4 separate regions of the Mus musculus genome follow, and regions 1, 2 and 4 are each linked to region 3. The links are chromatin contacts, called in public Hi-C maps. All regions are on one chromosome and are shown on one strand. Each heading gives the region's core, a stretch centred on a gene start, on an enhancer-like site or on the middle of the called end of the contact. The rest is flanking DNA. Distances are from core to core; before and after follow the strand shown.

Evidence for each region. Hi-C and Micro-C count contacts between places; a contact is called where the count stands out from the background.
Region 1: a Hi-C map of liver shows a contact between it and region 3, with 1.9 times the contacts expected there. The contact joins two enhancer-like sites. A contact is called at or near these places in 4 of 484 Hi-C or Micro-C datasets (CD4 T cells, Th1 cells, liver and 1 more), 1 of 115 datasets of contacts at active chromatin or transcription factors (embryonic stem cells) and 2 of 9 other capture datasets (adipose tissue and liver).
Region 2: a contact with region 3 is called in a Hi-C map of liver, with 2.2 times the contacts expected there. The contact joins the promoter of Mier3 here to the enhancer-like site in region 3. A contact is called at or near these places in 1 of 39 promoter capture datasets (embryonic stem cells), 6 of 484 Hi-C or Micro-C datasets (the G1E-ER4 cell line, LSK cells, embryonic stem cells and 2 more), 5 of 115 datasets of contacts at active chromatin or transcription factors (embryonic stem cells, large pre-B cells, pro-B cells and 1 more) and 3 of 9 other capture datasets (adipose tissue, liver and pancreatic islet).
Region 4: a Hi-C map of liver shows a contact between it and region 3, with 2.1 times the contacts expected there. The contact joins the promoter of Gpbp1 here to the enhancer-like site in region 3. A contact is called at or near these places in 1 of 39 promoter capture datasets (cranial neural crest), 1 of 484 Hi-C or Micro-C datasets (liver), 2 of 115 datasets of contacts at active chromatin or transcription factors (embryonic stem cells and intestinal villus epithelium) and 3 of 9 other capture datasets (adipose tissue, liver and pancreatic islet).

The regions. Positions count from the first base shown.
Region 1 is chr13:111,529,267-111,534,180 of GRCm38.p6, forward strand. All of the region lies in intron 1 of Gm15290 (predicted gene 15290), which reads right to left. Among named protein-coding and RNA genes, the nearest start is that of Gm15290, 18 kb to the right of the region's middle. Within about 2 kb of position 2,580, at least 15 of the 459 cell types and tissues checked have an H3K27ac peak or open chromatin away from gene starts, as enhancers often do. A contact at or near this core is called in liver, where this site is marked.
Region 2 is chr13:111,684,852-111,689,638 of GRCm38.p6, forward strand. It overlaps Mier3 (MIER family member 3), which reads left to right and starts at 1,327. Exons shown (of 13, transcript NM_172593.3): 1 at 1,327-1,503; 2 at 2,977-3,001. The coding sequence starts at 1,495.
Region 3 is chr13:111,595,084-111,599,663 of GRCm38.p6, forward strand. The region is part of intron 2 of Gm15286 (a long non-coding RNA gene); the gene reads left to right. Among named protein-coding and RNA genes, the nearest start is that of Gm15286, 17 kb to the left of the region's middle. Within about 2 kb of position 3,173, at least 10 of the 459 cell types and tissues checked have an H3K27ac peak or open chromatin away from gene starts, as enhancers often do. A contact at or near this core is called in intestinal villus epithelium and liver, where this site is marked.
Region 4 is chr13:111,486,435-111,491,540 of GRCm38.p6, forward strand. Gpbp1 (GC-rich promoter binding protein 1) reads right to left here and starts at 3,693. Exons shown (of 13, transcript NM_028487.5): 1 at 3,284-3,693; 2 at 989-1,936.

The DNA.
Region 1 (4,914 bases), core at 1,330-3,829, 66 kb before region 3:
TTTCCCTATATGAATGTATGTATGTGTGTGTATGTATGTGCGTGTATATGCGCACTGCCTGTATGCCTGGTGCCTTTAGAGTTTAGAAGAAGGCATTGGTGGCGGGGCGGGAATCCCCTGGAACTGGAGTTTAGAAGGTTGGAGCTACCACATCGGGGTCCTACGTAAGAGCAGCAAGTACCACTCAGCCATTTCTCCAGCCCTTCCCTGTTTGCTGATATTTTGATTTTGTAATTTTCAATGCTGAGAGTGCCGCCTTACATAAATAAGCACAAAATACAGAAGTACATTTAGAGTCATTTTGAAATAGTTGGAATTTTTGTCCTAGTTCCAATCCAAAGTCTGTTTAATAATTATTTATTTCATTTCATGATTATTTATTCATTCATTTATTTGTTTAGTGTTTATACATATGTTCGTGTAGGGGTATGTGTGTGTGGGGGGGGTGCTTGTTTGTTTGTTTAGTGTTTATATACATGTTCCTCTGTGTGTGTGTGTGTGTGTGTGTGTGTGTGTGTGTGTGTGTGTGTGTTTGTGCTTCAGTGCAGGTGTGGGTGCACATGCACACATGTGAGCACAGGTGTAGAGGCCTGATGTTGAAGTTATATATCTGCATCAACCACTCTCTCTTCCTTTCCTTTCCTTTCCTTTCCTTTCCTTTCCTTTCCTTTCCTTTCCTTTCCTTTCCTTTCCTTTCCTTTCCTTTCCCTTCCCTTCCCTTCCCTTTCCCTTCCCTTCCCTTCCCTTCCCTTCCCTTCCCTTCCCTTCCCTTCCCTTCCCTCCCCTCCCCTCCCCTCCCCTCCCCTCCCCTCCCCTCCCTCCCTTCCTTCCCTCATTTCATCCCCTACTTTATCTCCTTGAGATGGATTTCTCTCTGAGCCTGAGCTCACTGGTTTGCCTAGCCAGGCTGAGCAGTAAGCCCTAGGGGCCCGCCCCCACCCTCACTGCACTGAAATTGCAGACATGAACTGCTGTGCCCAGCTTCTGTACGTGGCTCCTTAGGAATCAAAAACCAGACCTTTGTGCTCACCCAGAAAGCAGTTTACTGACAGCCATCTCTGCACACACCCCTGCCCCCCAGCCTGGCTAGCTAGTGCCTTGCACTTTAATTATGTAAAGTAATAGGTTTCTTTGTGGCCGTTTTCACGTGTAATTTATTTTTGTTGGTCCTTTCCTCCCTGTACATGTCTACTCCTGCCATTTTTTTTTTCATTTCAAGTCAGATAGTGTTCTATCTATCATCTTTTCCTCGATATATCTTTCTCTGGAATATCTCCCGATTTCCAGTTTCACAATTTGATTTCATGACCGATACCCGCACCAACACCCACATATACGTATAAATGAAAATTAAAGTCTCTGAGGGAGATCAGATGTGTCCTTCTGAATCAGGTGACCTCACAGTATAATCATGTCCACACCCTTTTTTTTTCTGAAATGTTCATAATTTTATTTTTCTTTAAGGCTGAATGAAATTCTGTTGTGCCTAGGCATCGTGTTTTCATTATCCTCTCGTCTCTTCTGGGCATTTAGATTAATTACATTTCCTTATTATTGTAAATAGAGAGGCATGAACATGAACATCCAACAAGGGCATCTCCATGGTAGATATACAGTCCTTTGAGCATATGCCCAGGAGTGGTATAACTAGTTTCCTTCCTTCCTTCCTTCCTTCCTTCCTTCCTTCCTTCCTTCCTTCCTCCTTCCTCCTTCCTTCCTTATTTCTTTTCTTTTTTCAAAACAAGGCTGTATATCCCTGGCTGTCCTAGAACTCGCTCTGTAGACCAGGCTGTCCGATTCCTGGAGCTTGGCTTACAGGGGGTTGACATGGATACTAGGAATTGAACCCCACTCCTCTGTAAGAGCAGCAAATGCTCTTAGCTGCCGAGCCATCTCTCCAACCCCTATACAAGTTGTTTGAGATATTTATTAATGATTAAAGTCAGAGATAACCCTGTCTCTGCTTCCCGAGTGCTGGGATCCAAGGCGTGTGCCACCGCTGCCTAGCTTGCAATCCCCTATCTGCTCCCCACCTCCCCCTGCTCCCCAACCCACCCACTCCCACTTCCTGGCCCTGGCATTCCCCTACACTGGGGCGTAGAACCTTCACAGGACCAAGGGCCTCTCCTCCCATTGATGACTGACTAGGCCATCCTCTGCTACATATACAGCAGCTAGAGCCATGAGTCCCACCATGTCTACTCTTTGGTTGGTTGGTGGTTTAGTCCCTGGGAGCTCTGGGGGTACTGGTTAGTTCATATTGTTGTTCCTCCTATGGGGCTGCAAACCCCTTCAGCTCCTTGGGTACTTTTTCTAGTTCCTTCATTGGGGACCCTGTCCTCTGTCCAATGGATGGCTGGGAGCATCCAATTGAGATATTTATTAATGATTAAGGAAGGAGTGCAGTATATATGGGACATATTTTTCTTAATCTTTCTTTTTTTCTCTTTTGTGGTTTTGAGACAGTATTATATGTAATAGCAGTAAAGGTTTACTGAGGAAGAGCTCCTCTGATCAAGAGAATACAGTCCCTGACCTGGCTGATGCTAGGTCCAAAGAGGTCTCCCAAATGGCAGTGCTGGTGACAATGTCTAAAACAGGACTTTGGCTTGGTAAACAGAAGGATTGTTGTTGTGTAAAGGCCTAAGGTGGGTTTCTGTTTGCCAGGAGCCTTCCTTAATCCAAACTCAAAGGTCATCCACATTGAGCAAGGGAACCTTGTCTCCAGGTCAGTTCACAAAGCTTGAGTCAGCTCAAAGGCCTTCGTCCTGTTGACTGTCATAGAGCCCACCCCTTGCTTTTCTGCCATTTTGATCTTCTCTCTGCCTACCTCTGTAGCTTTGGCAGTTTGACCCTCAATAAAATAAACCCTTTATTGTATTCATGGAGTGGTCCAGTTTGTGGTTTCTCTGTGCCCTTGCTTATAGCTGGGTATATCGTCTAGTTAGACAGGTCAATACCCTGGCTAAGGAACCCCCATTCTCCCCACCTGCCCCGCCCACCTTCAAATTCCTGCTCGCCTGCTCGCCTGCTCGCCTTAAGCCACCTTAACCAGAAAGGAGCAACAATTAGCCCCGTGATGGGATCACCTGCTTTTCTGTCCCGTGATCCTCACGTGCCGCCAGCAAAGCTCTATTAGTCCTACCCGCCTTTCTAGTTCCTGACTTAGAAGGGACAATTTCTGCTCCTTTCTCTCGTCTTTCCAATGCTGGCCACACCCCAGTGTGCTTTTTCTGGGCCTTTCCACTCCCTCTCTATTGCTCCCCTACGCTGTGTGGTTGCTTGTGGGCCTGGTGGCTGACCTCCACGCCAGCTTAACTAGGACAGTGTGGCCTTTTCTCCTTGTCCTTCGCATCTCCCTCCTCCGGACAGCTGCTAGGATGGAAAGCTTGCCTGTCCCGGCATTTCTCTAATAAGATTGTCCTTGAGGTTTCTTCTGTGTCTGTTATTGTTTTATTGATAATACTAAGGACAGGCATGTAGATGCATGCCTTATTCTCACCACTGGGTGGCAGAGGCAGGGGGATCTCTGGTTTTGAGGCCATAGTGGTTTGTTTACATAGCAAGTTCCAGGACAGCCAAGGCTAAATAGAGGGACCCTGTCTCAAAACAAAGCAAAACAAACAAACAAACAAACAAACAAACCCTTCTTCTCTTTACCCCCATCTTCCCAACATGCCACGTTTTTCTTATTTTCTTTCTTTCTTTCTTTCTTTCTTTTTTTTGGGGGGTGAGGTGGGTGGGTGGGTGTCTTGGTGGCGAAGATTGAAGTGAAGGCCTTGAGATCCTGGGCTCGCTGTCTTCATCTCCCTAGTGCCAAACTCAGCTCATTTAATTTCTTCACATTTTTAGAAAAGGCAATTTAACAGACATCGAGGAACAATGTTATCTGTTCTCTGGTTGCCGCTGCTGCTGCTGCTCAGTGGGCTTTGTTTCTGTTTTTATGATAAGGTTTCTTCTTCCCAGGCTGCTCTTCATTTGACTTTGTATCCTAGCCTGGCCTCAAATCCTTAGCCTCCTACTTCAGCCGAGGCTGTCCTGGGTTTACCGATGTGTACTCCACTATCTGCTTTCATTGAATCCACTTTGAGTTTTGTTATCTGAAAGGCCTTAGCATTGCTTCCTCCCTCAAGCCTTCCTGATGGATAAAAATAGCTACATTATGAGATTAAAAAAAAAAAACAAAAACCCGAAACAGAACAAAACAAAACCCCTTGTAATCCCAGCCCACACCCCACACCAGCCCCCCAAGAGTCTGAGATTGAAGGATTGAAAGACCCACAACGTGAGGACTCCCCCACCTTCTGACTCAGGAGAGGTGACACACCAAAATCACCCACAAGAAACGGTCTTGCTGCAAACTGCAAGAGGATTTTTATTCAAGAGTGCTCTAGGGCCCACGGTCATACACCACGCAGGGGTAGAGGACCGTGGCGCCCCGAGTAGCTGGATAAGGGGGTATTTAAAGGAAGAAAGCACAACTCAAGGAGGTGGGAAGGGCGTTGTTGGAAAATACCAAAAATACCAGTTAAGAGTCACAAGGAAGTACAAAGTCACAGGTGTCACAAGGAATACCTGGTAATTGTGAGGGTTATTTCTCAAGACAGTTTCTAAGAGCCCCTAACAATAGCACATTTGCATAGCGGGTTCCAGCAATGGTCAGGGTGGGTCAGGGTGACTTTCTTTGAATGAATACTCCTTGAACCCAGGAAGTGGGTGGGTGGGGGGATGTCACTATCTGTTTTATGATTAGCATACCTTGGAGCATTGAGCCACAAAGATCACATTCCCAAGCCTGGGCCCAAAGGCCTAGAATTTTGTTTTTACTACTCTTTCAGGATCAAGAGTTTGAGGTTACAGACCAGAGACCCTGTCTCCAAACACAGACAGACAACACTACAGATGTAAAACAAT
Region 2 (4,787 bases), core at 77-2,576, 88 kb after region 3:
CTCGTTGAAGATGGTAGGGACAACATGTGCCAAGCCTGTTTTTGAGTTATTTGATTGGACAAAAGTTTGTGATATCATTCACAGTAGGGGAAGTGTAATTTTCCATGTCTTTTGGATGTTTTGAAGTTGAGTGACTTTTTTCTTCTGTAAAATTTCCACGAATAAATAACTTTTACCCGTGTTTTTAGGTTGATTTTTTTTTTTTTTTTGCCTTGGTAATCCTCTTTAAAAGTAACCGTTGCTTCTTCCCATAACCCATCTCCATCCTCATCCAGTGAGGGAATTGGAGACCCTAGGCTCAAACCTGAACAGTGTAATTAAGGTTTAAAGTTATGAAAAGTTTTAGCATCTTAAAAATGCTTAAATTTATGAAGCTACAGTGCAAACCTCATTTTGCCATTAATATTTATTACAAGCTCCTGGCAGGCATCTGGGAGGAGAGCTCTGGTCTTCACGGACACTCTAAGCCCCTGTAAGGTCTTAGCACACCTTCCTGTTTGTATATTATCTTCTCATGGATCTGTTTTCATACACAGGATTATTTCTTGAAGCCTATGCAGAAACAGATACATCTGCTAAGTCTCTCTCTCTCTTCCATGTATCCACTTATCCAGGAGACCACATTTATTGTATGTATAATCTCAAACAATGTTGTTTTTATTTACCCCCGAGGTAGGTGTGAGAGGCAGTTTTTGCAATTTGGTTCAGGGTCTTTGACACTCTGCTTTTTAAAAGGTTTATCAAGTGTATATCTTCGGGTCATCTTCTAGACTATTTGTGATTAATAACTCCTAGAACTGGTCTTTAAAAAAAAAAAAGTGTACAGGCTATGAATGTCGCGCAAGCACGCTCATCATGTCTGGCTCCGTCTGTCAGTCTTTCTGCCTTCTGAATTGCCATCATCTTCCAGAGCCTGTCTGGCAAATGTCTACTTCCACAGTTCACTCCAAGCCACTGAACGCCGATGCGCATTCCATTCCTGCAGGTGCCTAGCCGTCCTGCTTCCTGTCCGGGTCTCTCTCCTCTTTTGCCCATCAGCGGCTCGCTCACTTGCCATCGCGTACTCTTCTCACTTCGGGAAAGTCCGTCGAGTCCTCCTCCGAGTCTCCCGCCACCCTCCTTCCTCCCCCGCCCCGGGCTCGCCCTCCCTCCCTCCCTCCCTCCCTCCGGCCCCCCCACCGCACCCACCGGCCGGTCCCCGCGCTCGCCCGCAGTTCAGCTGGAACTTTACTCCAGCCGGGGCAGAGCGCCGTGGGCGCGCGGGGCGGGCGCGTGCAGGAGCGGCGGCCGCGGGAGCGCCGGACGGCGTGGGTGTGCGAGCGGGCCGGGGGCGTCGCGGGCCGGCCTGCCCTATAAGGGGCCGAGCCGCCTCTGCCTCCGGGCGGGTGCCTGGCGGGCCGCGGCGGCGGCAGCGGCGGCGGCGGCTGCGATTGGCTCAGGCGCCCCATCCGGGGACTGGGCTCGGCGCTGCTCGTTCGCCCTAAAGGTACCAATATGGCGGAGGTGAGCGGAGAAACCGGGCAGCGGCGGCCGTGCTGGAGCGGGAGCCGGGCGGCCCTCCGAAGCCCCGCAGCCGGCCCGAGAGCCACGGCTCCTCCCGCGGGTCCTCGGAAGGCGGCGCGGCGGCGACGGGGGATGGGGGGCGCGGGGCGGCGGCGAGGCGCGGCGAGGCTGCCGGAGGGGCGGGAGCGGGCGCGGGAGCGGTCTCCCTTCGGGACTAGGCCGCGGCGGCTCCGACCCCGGCCGGGCCGGGCGGCGGGGCCGGGCGGCGGAGGGCGGCGGCGGCGAGCCTCGGGCCGGGGTAGCCTCCGGGCCGTGGCCGGGGCGGCTGACGCGGGCCGCCGTTCGCTCGGCGCCTCCTCCCGGGATCGGGGTGGGTGGAGAGCGGCCGATCCTCGGTCGGCGGCTGGAATGCAGCGCGGAGAGCGGGCTGCGCCACTGCCCCGCCGGAGTGAGCCGACCCGGCCCTCGGCAATCCGGCCGCCCGCCGCCTCTCCTGACCGGGGGCTCCGAGGCCAGCGGGAGCGGAGCGGGACTCTCTACCCCGAAGCCTGCGAGGTGCGGCGTCCCCGGGCGCAGAGACCGACCCACACCTCGACGCCCTCGCCCGCCGAGCGGCCCGAGAGTCTCTTTACCCCGGGCCGGACTTGGGGGGGGGGGCACCGGGCGACCCGGGCTGCCGGGCACCGGGCTCCCCTGGGACGGGCAAGCTGGGGGAGGGGGCGGCGTGATGGGAGCACCGGGGCTGGGCAGGAGCGAGCTGTGTGTGCTAGGGCCGAGCTGGCGGGCCGGGGACCGACCGCTCCCCCGGGGGAGGACCCGGCTGGTCCCAGACTCAGTGGTCGCGGCTCCTCCGACCTCAGCGGCTGGTGGGTGGGGGTGGGGAGGTGGGGGCGGGAGGGTGCTCCCGCGTTGGGTTGGGGACCAGTGTCAGGGTCGAGCTGGCCTACGCTTGGGGCAGTCGACAAACCCTGGAGTTGGGGCGCCCGCGCACTCCAAGGGCAGGCTGTGTGTGTGTGTCTCAGAGGGTGAGACCCTCCTAGGGGACGGGGTTGCGTTTCGAGGAGTTGCTCTAGGGCCAGCGGAGAGCTGGGTGAGCTGCTGTAGTCGGGGGACTCGTGAGATGCCCGGGATGAAGGATTGATGCTGCGAGCCGGGTAAGCTCTGGCTTCGGCTTCCCGGCTTTGTAACTTGCCGAGCTCTAAACGGTGTCTCGGAGTTGCCCGTTTCAACTCCAGCCCTCGTCCGGAGTCTGCGAGTTTGTACACTGGGGACTTGGGGAGGAAGGCGAGGCAGCCAAGAGGGGGCCCGAAAGGGGCCGGGAGCGATTGGAGCGAAGCTACGTCTTGCACTTTTTGGCAGCTGCCTGGGAGCGCTCGGCTCCGCCCCCTCTGCGCCCTGTTGCCTGCGCTGCCTCCTTTTCCTTGCTACAGGATTCAACCTCACAGTTTTCTTTTCTCTCTCTCACTCTCCCAGGCTTCCTTTGGAAGTTCGAGCCCAGGTTTGTTCAATTTTCTTACCTCTTCCGGGGGTCGGGGGTCGGGGGGGTTGTCCCAGAGGGAGATAGGATTGGCTGGTAAAAGGATTCTCTGTACAACCACAGAAATGTACCCTGCTATATTTTTTCATCATTTGGATCTTAAAGAATTCCAATGTAGTTTTACGTTGTTAGAGAGGAGGGAATAGTTGTGCTCAGTGCACGGTGGAAAAAGTACCCCAGAAACCTTATTACAAAGTCTTTTATTCTCACATAACTTTTTTTATTGTTTGACTCTAAGCTGGAAATAATGAATCCCAAATCAACCTTCTACAAATTAACAGCTTGTTTTATTTTTATTTATTAAAAATAAATTGTCCTTTTAACTTGTCAGAACTTGGGGCAACTTGGATTATTAGCTTTTAACTCCATTTTTCTTTACTATGGCTCTCAAGTGTCTGTTATATTTAAACTGAAAATTGGGTTAGGTAAAGCTACCTTAATAATAAAGGAAAAAAGCAATGTGTGTCTTCCTGGTTTTGCACAGAGACGTATTAATATGGTTAGCTTACCTAGTACAGAAGCCAGAAAATATATTGAGGATCCAATAAAAGGAGTCCACGGAATCTGCGCGGGTGTGCCTACATGGGAGGGAGGTTGTAGTCTTTCTCTCTCTCTCCTTATCTGCTAAACTGTTTTAGGTTCTCAAACTTTCTCTAGCTGCCTTGTCCCACTTGTTCCAGAAAAGTGCCTCTGGAATTCTCCAACCCCTTTATTGTACTTGGAGGCAATTAGAATTGTTTTGCAAAGAGTCACCCAGCATAATGGAGTCTATGCTTAATTTTCCCCCTTTTTTGTATAGGGACTACCAAGGGCTAAGCAAGTTCTCTGCCATTATCCCCGGGCTCACTCCAGATGACCCCCGCCACACACACACACACACACACACACACACACACACACACACACACACACACACACACAGGGTTTCTCTGGTTTAGCTGTCCTGGAACTCACTCTGTAGACCAGGCTGCCCTCAAACTCAGAAATCCGCCTGCCTCCCGAGTGCTGGGATTAAAGGCGTGCGCCACCACGCCCGGCCTGCAGAATTTCTTTACATGCTGCTTTAGAGAGACCAAGCCACTTACTTACCTTGCAGTCTTACTTTTTGTATTTAGCTAACTTTCAAAGACCTATTTAGGTATCTTTTAAGGAGGTAAAATAATAGAATGATTATGTGATTGTAAAATCATTGTGGACATCTGTACAAGTGTTTTTAAATTTTTCCTAACTTTGAGACAAGCAGCTCTTATGACACAAGTTCAGGGAAAGAATATTTATATACATGATTTGAACATGATAATATAATTTTCCATTTTGCATCATTATCTGTAAGAAGTTGCAATTTCAATAAAAATCCAAAAGGCAGTGTGGCTTTAGTATCTAAGCAGACACTTAGTTTTTAATGACTTAGTCAATAGAGAGAATTTTAGATCTGGAAGGGACTCACAGATCATTGCCTTTAGCCCTGTGTATTTTACAAATGAAAACCCAAGCTAGACCTAGGAATTTTGAATGGCCTGCTTCAAGTCTCAAGTCACAAAGCCAGGAGTTCAGGGCCTTCTGTTTTATCCTCGACACTGGCATACCACAGATGTTTCTCAGGAAAGAAAACTTATAAAGGTGGTGTTCTGGTTTTGAGCTAATGAGTAAATATTTCATTCTCTAAAAGCAATATCTATTTCAACAAAAATGAGCATATACTATTTTTTTTTAGCTTTAAAGAAATAACAAAACCTTGCAAGTCTTA
Region 3 (4,580 bases), core at 1,923-4,422:
CCAGATGGGTAATCCCAGCATCAGTGAAGGAGACTCAAATGTTGTTGAATTATATAGATAACATACATGTCAGCCAGAAGTCACAGTAGTGAGCTCTCATGAGATGCCAGGGCTTGTCTACTTAGTTGAGAGGAAAAGTCTGGCCATTCTTTGGTCATGAAAACTGTTAAGGCTTTGGGGCCACTCATAAGCAATATAGTGCCTTCAAAAAGAAGATGCTGAAGTGTTAGCTGGTGTTAAGGTCAGAGTCTGCCCTGGTACCACAAGCTGCCATCAGCCACACCCATCCTCAAAAGGCCAATTAAAGAGACAAGAAACAGGAAAACAGAAAAAGAAGTTTGGGGCTGGTGAGATGGCTCAGAGGGTAAGAGCACCTGACTGCTCTTCCAAAGGTCCAGAGTTCAAATCCCAGCAACCACATGGTGGCTCACAACCATCCCTTACGAGATCTGACTCCCTCTTCTGGAGTGTCTGAAGACAGCTACAGTGTACTTACATATAATCAATAAATAAATCTTTAAAAAAAAAAAAAAGAAAAAGAAGTTTGTTTCATTGTAGCCACATCAGCAGAAGAACAGATGGAGGAGTCCAGCCAACCCCAAGAAGTTCAGGGAACCCCGTCTCATCTTCTTGAGTTTCAGTTTCAATAGAAGATGAGAGTTACACATCACTAAACAATTCTAGACAAGCTGTGGGCCCACCATGGTGGACCCCACATTGTCTCAGCTTCCAGTCTCTCTGATAAGTTATCAGAACTGTGGAAATCTTTTCCTGAGAACAGTTCCGCTTGGGACCAGCGCCAGGCTCCAGCCTTTACCTTCTCCTAGTATGAGATTCCTAGGGAAATCCCAGTTTCTTAGGCTTCAATTGTCTGGTAGCCAAAGGAAGAGACACAAGTGTCTTTCTTCAGGCCAATTATAGAATGTTCTGCTCCATGGGCATGCAAATCGAAGGCTTCCATTCCCTGATGTCTCAACACTGCAAGTGTTCCTTTCTGGCTGCTTATTTATTTAACTAATAACTAATTTCTGAGATAGTCTTTTTTTTTTTTTTTTTAATAGTTTTTGGGTTTTTGAGACAGGGTTTCTCTGTGTAGCCCTGGCTGTCCTGGAACTCACTTTGTTGACCAGGCTGGCCTCAAACTCAGAGAAACACCTGCCTGTGCTTCCCAAGTGTGCCACAATGCTTGGCCATGGTTGGCCACTGTTCTTTGGTGGTTTCTTTCTGCAGTTTCCTGTCTGCACTGCAGGGAATGGTGCATATGAAGCCAGCATTCCATAGTCCTGCCTGTCTACACCTGTGGTGCCACCAGCATCCTTTCCCGAGTTGGGAGGGGTCACCAGAGTAGGGCGTTGGCAATGGAAGCTTCCACGAGGAAGAAGGAACAATCCAGCAAGACATTTACCAAAAGACTATGGAACTTTGAGGAATAAAAATGGAAGGCAGAGACAGTGTGTGTGTGTGTTTGTGCATGAGTACAATCATGTATGTTTATGTGTGCATGTTTGTATGCAGGTACTTATGCACGTGTATGTTGGTGTGTATGTGTATGAGTACAATCATGTATGTTTATGTGTGTGCGTTTGTGTGCAGGTACTTGTACACATGTATGTTGTGCGTGTGTGTGTATACGTGTGAGTACAATCATGTATGTTTATGTGTGTGCGTTTGTGTGCAGGTACTTGTACACATGTATGTTGTGTGTGTGTATGTGTGAGTACAATCATGTATGTTTATATGTGTGCATTTGTGTGCAGGTACTTGTACACATGTATGTTGTGTGTGTGTGTGAGTACAATCATGTATGTTTATGTGTGTGTGTTTGTGTGCAGGTACTTGTACACATGTATGTTGTGTGTGTGTATGTGTGAGTACAATCATGTATGTTTATTTGTGTGCATTTGTGTGCAGGTACTTGTACACATGTATGTTGTGTGTGTGTATGTGTGAGTACAATCATGTATGTTTATGTGTGTGCGTTTGTGTGCAGGTACTTGTACACATGTATGTTGTGTGTGTGTATGTGTGAGTACAATCATGTATGTTTATGTGTGTGTGTTTGTGTGCAGGTACTTGTACACATGTATGTTGTGTGTGTATGTGTGAGTACAATCATGTATGTTTATATGTGTGCGTTTGTGTGCAGGTACTTGTACACATGTATGTTGTGTGTGTGTATGTGTGAGTACAATCATATATGTTTATGTGTGTGCGTTTGTGTGCAGGTACTTGTACACATGTATGTTGTGTGTGTGTATGTGTGAGTACAATCATGTATGTTTATGTGTGTGCGTTTGTGTGCAGGTACTTATACACATGTATGGTGTGTGTGTGTGTGTAGAGCAGAGCTGATGCTGAGTATCTTCCTTTCATTCTCTACCATCTTTTTGTGAGTCAGGTTCTTTCTTCCACTGAACGAGAACGTCCCTCTTCAGCCCGACTGACTGGTCAGCAAATCCTAGGAATCCCCTTGTTTCTGCTTCTCCAGTCCTGGCATTATAGGCACAACCCACTAGGCTTCCTTTCTAATATGGATGCTAGGAATCTGAACTCAGCTCCTCATGTTTGAGCAACAAACATGTTCCAACTGAACCATCTCCCCAGCACCCACTTTTATTTTTGGGACAGTATCTCATGTAGTCCAGGCTAGCCTATAACTCACTTTATAGCCAAGAATGACTTTGAATTTCTCATCTTTCTGTACCCACCTCTCAGGAGCTGGGCTTATAAGCAGATATCACAACTCACAGTCTATATGATACTCGGGGTTAAAACTGGGGCTTTGTACACGGTAGGTAAACGCCATCCCAACCAATCTACAGTTACATGATTTCTCAGTAATCTTCAAGCAGTGGGAGAGCAGGGACAGAAAATAAATGGAGGGATGGAGCTGGGGTGAGATGGGAGCCAGAGGGGCCAAGACTCAAGTCAGTGGCAAGACAGTCCGGGTTACAGCAGTAGGATCAGGAGCTATAGGCCATCGCAGGCTACATAAGAGCCTGCCAGAGCAAAAGCACAGGCAAACCTGTGGTGGCACTGAGACGGGTTCACAATAGAGACAGAAACGGGGTAGTTAGAGGAGACCTCGGGCAGTTGCCCAGTGGGTGGTGAACTCTGGTGGCTCAAAGGCCAAGTGGAGGACTCATGTTTGGGAGTTGTGGAAGGCTGTTGTCAGGGAGCAACTTTCTGGAATTCAGTATCAGAGGTGGAGTCTGGACGGAACAAAGGTCCCAGGTGTGCCGCGGGGAGGACAAAGTTGATCTGGAGTAAAGGTCACTGCCTATCAAGCCAACCCAGACCAAGGATGCTGGAGACTTAACCTATGCAGGCTCAAAGCACTTGGGCCACTGACAAATATCACAGAGAAAGAACCAGGGCGGATTGCCCTGGGTTCAAGGCCAGCCTGAGCCACTGAGTGAGACCCAAATACCAACAATTAAACAATAACAACATCAAAACAAGTATAGCAAAAGCTGGCCATGGTGGTGCATAACTGAATCACACATTGGAAGGCAGGGCAGAGGCAAGAGGGCTGTGCCAACTGGGGCTTCAGAGTGAGGAAGAGAGAAGGAGGAGGGAGGGAGGAAAGGAGGAAGGGGGAGGGAGGGAAAGAAGGGAGGGGAGGGAAGGAAGAAAGGAAGGAGGGACTGAGAGAGGGAAGGAAGGAGGAGAAAGAGGGAGGAAAGGATGGAGAAAAGAGAAGGGGAAGGAGGGAGGGAAGGCAAGGAGGGAGGGACCCTCCTACTGGGATCTATAAAATATTTTTTATTATTATTTAATCTTTGTTTATAGTCCAATTGTTATCCCTCCTCCTGATCTACCCTCTGACTGTTCCTTATTCCATTTCTTCCCCCAGACCTCCCTACTCCCTCGGCCCCAAGTCTCTTGAGGATTGATTATTTCTTCTCTCACTGAAGCCACTCAGACCCAGCAGCCTCTGCTGTATGTGTGTCTGCAGCCTTATATCAGCTGGTGTATGCTGCCTTGTTGGTGGCTCAGTGTCTGAGAGATCTCAGGGGTCCAGGTTAGTTGAGACTGCTGGTCTTCCCATGCGGGCACCCTCCTACTTAGATTCTTCCAGCTTTTCCCCAATTCAACCACAGGGGTCCCCTGTTTCTGTCCATTGTATGGATGTAAGTATCTGCATTTGACTCTTTCAGCTGCTTGTTGGGCCTCTCGGAGGGCAGCCATGCGAGGCTCCTGTCTAGATAGCATCAGTAATAGTGTCAGGCCTTGGAGCCTCCCCTCGAGATGGATCCCAATTTGGGCCGGTCACTGAACCTCCTTTCCCTCATCTTTTCTCCATTTTTTTTTGTCCCTGTAGGTCTTCAAAATCTTAAATTCACCAGGTCCTACAGTTGCCCTACCAGTGGTTTCTGCCAGCTGACTTAGGGAGCAAGAGTACCTCACATTACCCCTACTCCTCCTTAGTTTGCAGTCCCTTTTTTTGAAGCTAACTCAAAAAGATCTCCAAAATCTAACATTTTGATTTGAATGTTGAGGACAAGGACTAAGGGACAACTAGGAGTGATCACCCCAGCTCCCCTGAAATAGCACTTCTAGGGGCAGGAAGGCTGTCC
Region 4 (5,106 bases), core at 2,443-4,942, 110 kb before region 3:
CTGAGGATAGCTACAGTGTACTCACATACATAAACTAAATAATTCTTTAAAAAAGAAAAATTAAGTGGACTTGCTCAGTGCTTGTGCTTATTCCCAGTAACCTTTAACTGAAGCGTGTTGACTACAAACTGCTTCAATAAGATGTTTCAAAAACTTTTTTTTTTTTTTTTTTGGTTTTTCGAGACAGGGTTTCTCTGTGTAGCCCTGGTTGTCCTGGAACTCACTCTGTAGACCAGGCTGGCCTCGAACTCAGAAATCTGCCTGCCTCTGCCTCCCGAGTGCTGGGATTAAAGGTGTGTGCCACCACGCCCGGCTATGTTTCAAAAACTTGTCTGTAATGTGTTAAACATATAGAATTGTTGTACCTTAAAACAAGCTATTTCTTAAGATATCAAATTTAAAACCAAACTTGCATTATTCTGTGTTACACTACCGCTAAACTAGATCTCTAAACTATGTGTTTAGTAATACAGTCTAAACTCACACTTAGAAAATAAAGTAGTAATCAAGACCCATGACATTTACAATATAAAACCAACCAGACATCAACTGTGTAGACTTTCCTACGTTTGCACTATGCGCTCCCGCTCGCTCTCTCTCTCTATATATATATATATGCTATCATAAAGCAGAAAGTGATTTCTCTCTCTCTCTCTCTCTCTATATATATATATATATGTATATATATATATATATATATGCTATCATAAAGCAGAAAGTGATTACTGACCAGATGCATTTATGTTTTTTCAACTTTAAAAATACAAAAACTTTTAATAAGACTAATGTCTGAAACATTTGTAAACCTTAAAATCATCCCCATTTCAATTTGCTATATAGCTAAATGGCTGGCTATTTTCAGACTATCCAGAAATGTAATCAGAAACATTTTTTTCAAGAAACTGAAAGGTTTCCAAATATAACACGGGATCAATCTGACTCTTATTACAGATTACAGAGGAACATCTATTTGCTCACAAGTACTTACAAATTCCAAAAGGACTGCACAAGAAGGTGTTGATTTCTTCTCTATAAGCTTTATGTTTTCCAGTTTGTTTTTTTATTTTGTATCCTCTGAAATATCCAAGTTCTTTGAAGATACTTAACCTATGACTATTTGACATAGAGTTACTTGAAGTCAGCTACCCATATTTACTTTGAAGTTTTCATATGGTCAGATCCAGAGTTAGCCAGGTTCCTTGGATTTAAGAGCAAGGTCTTCTTTACTGTTCCATGTATTTGTCACTGTTGTACTTATCCACTCCAGAAGAAATAGCCAATTTATGTGCCAAAAAGCAGAAACAAAAAGAAAAATTTCACATCTGAAGATTACTTCTAAACATCAGCGTGTATAGACAAATAGCTATCTCAATACTACCATGCTGGTGTGAAAATGGAACATCTTACATTCCCAAGTAAATAAAAGATAAAAAGAAAAAAACGCTGTATTCTTTCAATGTCTTCATTTAGAAAAGCTGTCCCATTGTAATATGAAAAAAGCTGAAGTCAAAAATTACTAAAACTTTTAATAAAGGTAAAAAGAACTGCCACAAAACTTCAGCAATATTTAAACAGTAATTTGAAACTGCTGAAACTACTTGGTACACAAATCAAACATATCTTACAGTTTTGGCTGAAGAACACAAACAGGAGAGGGGAAAGAGACAAAAATAACACCAGATGAAATGCTTTAACCACTTATATAATCCGTTTGACCCAAAATACTGAAGAAATGGCTGGGACTTTTAGTAGCTCGTTGAATTTGTTCACTACTATCAATTCACTTCAGAGATGATTCTTGTCAATTTTAATGAACTTCTGGAGCAAAATTGCCCAAAACAAAAACAAAACTGTAATTCCAAAATGGCCACTTGAAATATCCGGGGCCTTTTAAACAAAACCTAGATGATGATCTTCATACGCCAAATTCAACCACCTGTAAAAGTTGTATTAGGAAAAAACAAAAACAAAAAACTTAAGTCAGTTTTTATTTTCAAATCAAAATTAACCCCCATTTGGAAAAAAATTTAACCTCTGGGGAAAAAATTTTTCCCACACAGCCGTAAAAAGAGAGCTGGGGAAAAAGTCTTTTCCTAGCCCTCGATGAAGTCTACTGAATGAAGGGAGTTAGAAAACTGTGGGCGACGATATCACTGAAGAGTTCCGATTTGAACTGGGAACTGGGTGCAGGTAGTACCCTGGAGGTTGCAAGCGCCCAACTTAAAAACTTTGAGCAAATATTCAAACTACGAAAGTGGCCCACGGTCTCAGCAGTGCTCTTCCCCGATTCTCTCCCATGTGCCAAAGGAAAACAAATGGACAGGTGGTGCTGCCACGGAGCGTCGGGGAACCCGACTCCGAGAGTGAGAGGCGGAAAGGAGCGTGACGCTCCTTCCAAAACGCAATCTCGGAGGACGGAGCAGCTGGATTGTCCCCACTACGGCTTAGTAGGAAGGCCGGCGGGCAGGCCGGCGGGCGGGAGGGGAGCGTGGCAAGGCGAGCGTGGCAGGGCGAGTGGCTACGGTTCGCCCGGGGGCTGACTCCCAAGCCCGGGAGAGCAGCGCTCGGCTCCAGGTGCTCGGCCCCATTCCCTTGAAATTAAGCAAACAGGTTTCGGCCAAAACTCCAGGGGTGGGAGGTGCGGGACGCGACCCGTCCACCCCGTTAAGGACCGTGCTCTCCCCGGGAAAATAAACAGGTCCCGTCGGACTCGGGAGCCGACGCGACTTCGGAGCGCTCGCCTTGGGCGAGCAGCCACCACCACCACCGCAACTGCCACGGAGCCCGGCGCGGCGGGGAGGGCGAAGCGCCGCCGAGCACACGGCGGAAGTCCACGGCTCCGCACGCCGCGACTCCAGTCCCCGGTCCCCCGGTTCCCCGGTTCCCGGGGCCGCCTTGCTGGTGGTGGCCCAGGAAGGCGCGCGTGCCGGGGCCTGGGGTCTTAGCCCGACGCCGCGGGCGCCCCGGCCGTTCCCGGCCTTCGCCGCCGAGCACCACCCCCCCCCACCACGGCCGCCGAGGCCCGCCGCCCACCTCGCCCCACGGCCGCCGCCGCCGCCTCCGCTCCGCCGGGCTGAGTCAACGCCGGCCGGGGGGAGGGAGGGAGGGAGGGAGGACGGGCGGGCGCCCCGCGCCTCACGCCTCACGCCGCCCCCCGGCCGCCCGCACCCTCACGCCTCGCGCCACCAACGCCGCTCCCGACCCCTCAAGCCCCAACGCCGACACGGGCAACCCCTCCCCCGGTCCCCGAGACTCCCGTCCGGGGCCCAGGGGACTGTGTTACCTTCTGCCCCACCAGAGGTGCCCCTGGCCTGGGGGTGCCGCTGCGCTCGATCCCGGGAGGAGGTTTTCGGTACTTTGAATAATCCCCTTTTGCCGCTTTTCCCTCCCCCACAACCAGTCTCAGTCCCAAAATGGCGCCGACCCGATCCGCAATGTTCTGGGCCAAGTCTCGCGAGATCGTGGAAGGTGGCGAGGGAGGGGGGACGCAGCGGAGAGGTTGAGAAGTAAGAGGAGGGAGGCGGGGCGAGGGGAAAAGAGGAGGAAGAAAGGGTGCGGAAGCCGCGGTGCAAACGAACCCACTGGGCGGAGCCGGAGGAGGAGGGCCTCCACCACAGAACCTTCTGGCCCAAGTAGCAGCTCACGCCCCAGGTCAGGGAAGCTCCGCCCTCTACGTCGGCGCCTGGGGGAGAGGAAGGGGCGGGGCTAGACCGGGGGCGGGGCTTTGAGGAGGACCCGGAGGCTGGGCCTGGCGCGGGGGAAGGGCGGGGGCGGGGCGGGGGGCGGGGCGGGGAGGCGGAGTCTCGGCGCGGTGACGTCAGGAGCAGCTGGAGCCGGGGATTACCCCCTGCTGCTGACGTGAGGACGGTGAACAATCCGGAACGTTCGGTGGAAGGGGGAATTCCCGTCCGTTCCCTGAGGAGCGCCTCTGTGCAGCCGCGGGCCCTCCCCGAGCTCGGGAACGGTGGGGTGGAGAGGACGAGCGCAGGCGGTCCGGACGGGCAGGCGGGCTCGCAGGGCGTGCGGCGCTTCTGAGTCTGCCCGGCAGCGCCGCGCAACCCGGAACGGCCGGCGGCGGGCGCCGTTCGTTCGGCTCCGCCTGAAGCCCGCCGTGGCTCGCAGGCCGCTCGGCGCGGGCCCTGAGCGCTCCGTGGGCGGAGCCGGCCCTGCCTGAGTGATTGGGCGCCGCAGTCGCGCGCCACGCGGAGCGTGCGGGACGTTAACACGCGGAAGCCGGGTTAGGGAGGCGCGCGAGGCTCGGCTGCAGCCACCGTTCCCCCGGAGTGCGAAGGGCTGCCAGAGAGCATCGCGCTAGTAATTCCTATTTCTAATAACTCCAAAGGAGATGGATTATTTCATCAGCGTTGTCCTGGGTATCCGCATAGCACAAACGATTATTTAAAAAAAAAAAGTTACGGTATTCACTTTCTCTACATATAGCCAAAGGTTCACTCTGGAAAGGTTGGAGATTTAATTCTAAAAGGAAAAAAGTAGAAGAAATGAGGGAGAAGCGTCCTAAAGAGGGAAAATCACCGGAGCGTCATTTCCCAGAAACTTTTTATATGCATTATAGGGTTTGTAGTTTAGTGCGTTACCCCTATAAGTTCGCCGAATGTAAACTCGCCTTAATTTGTACCTCAATCTTTACCCATCTTGCCCCCTAGGTACAAAGGGAAAAAGGGCTTAAAACTAAAGGATGCTTTTTTCAATCGTGCCAATGTCTAAGATGTGTTTTCCTCACTTTTTACATAAGCTGGTTTCATATTTTAGAAATGATCCAGTTACTCCCTGGACCTTGACTACTCAACCTACCCGGTTTAAACTTCCGTTTGTTTTAGGTGGGTTTGAATATGGGTCGAGTGGGGACGGGAGAGGCAAGGATTCGTGTTGCTTTCTCTAAAGAGCTATGTAGAGAACCTTGAACGCCCGATCCTTTTGCCTCTGCTTTACAAACTCTGGGGTCACAACCATGCCCCACCCCGCCCAGCTCTGTTTTAAGTCTTAATCCAAACTCTTTCCACTACACGAGACCTGAATCCATAAAATTAACGTATATTGAAAAAGAACTTGGGTTGCTTTTGAATTTAGCTCGGATCTCAGCTATGT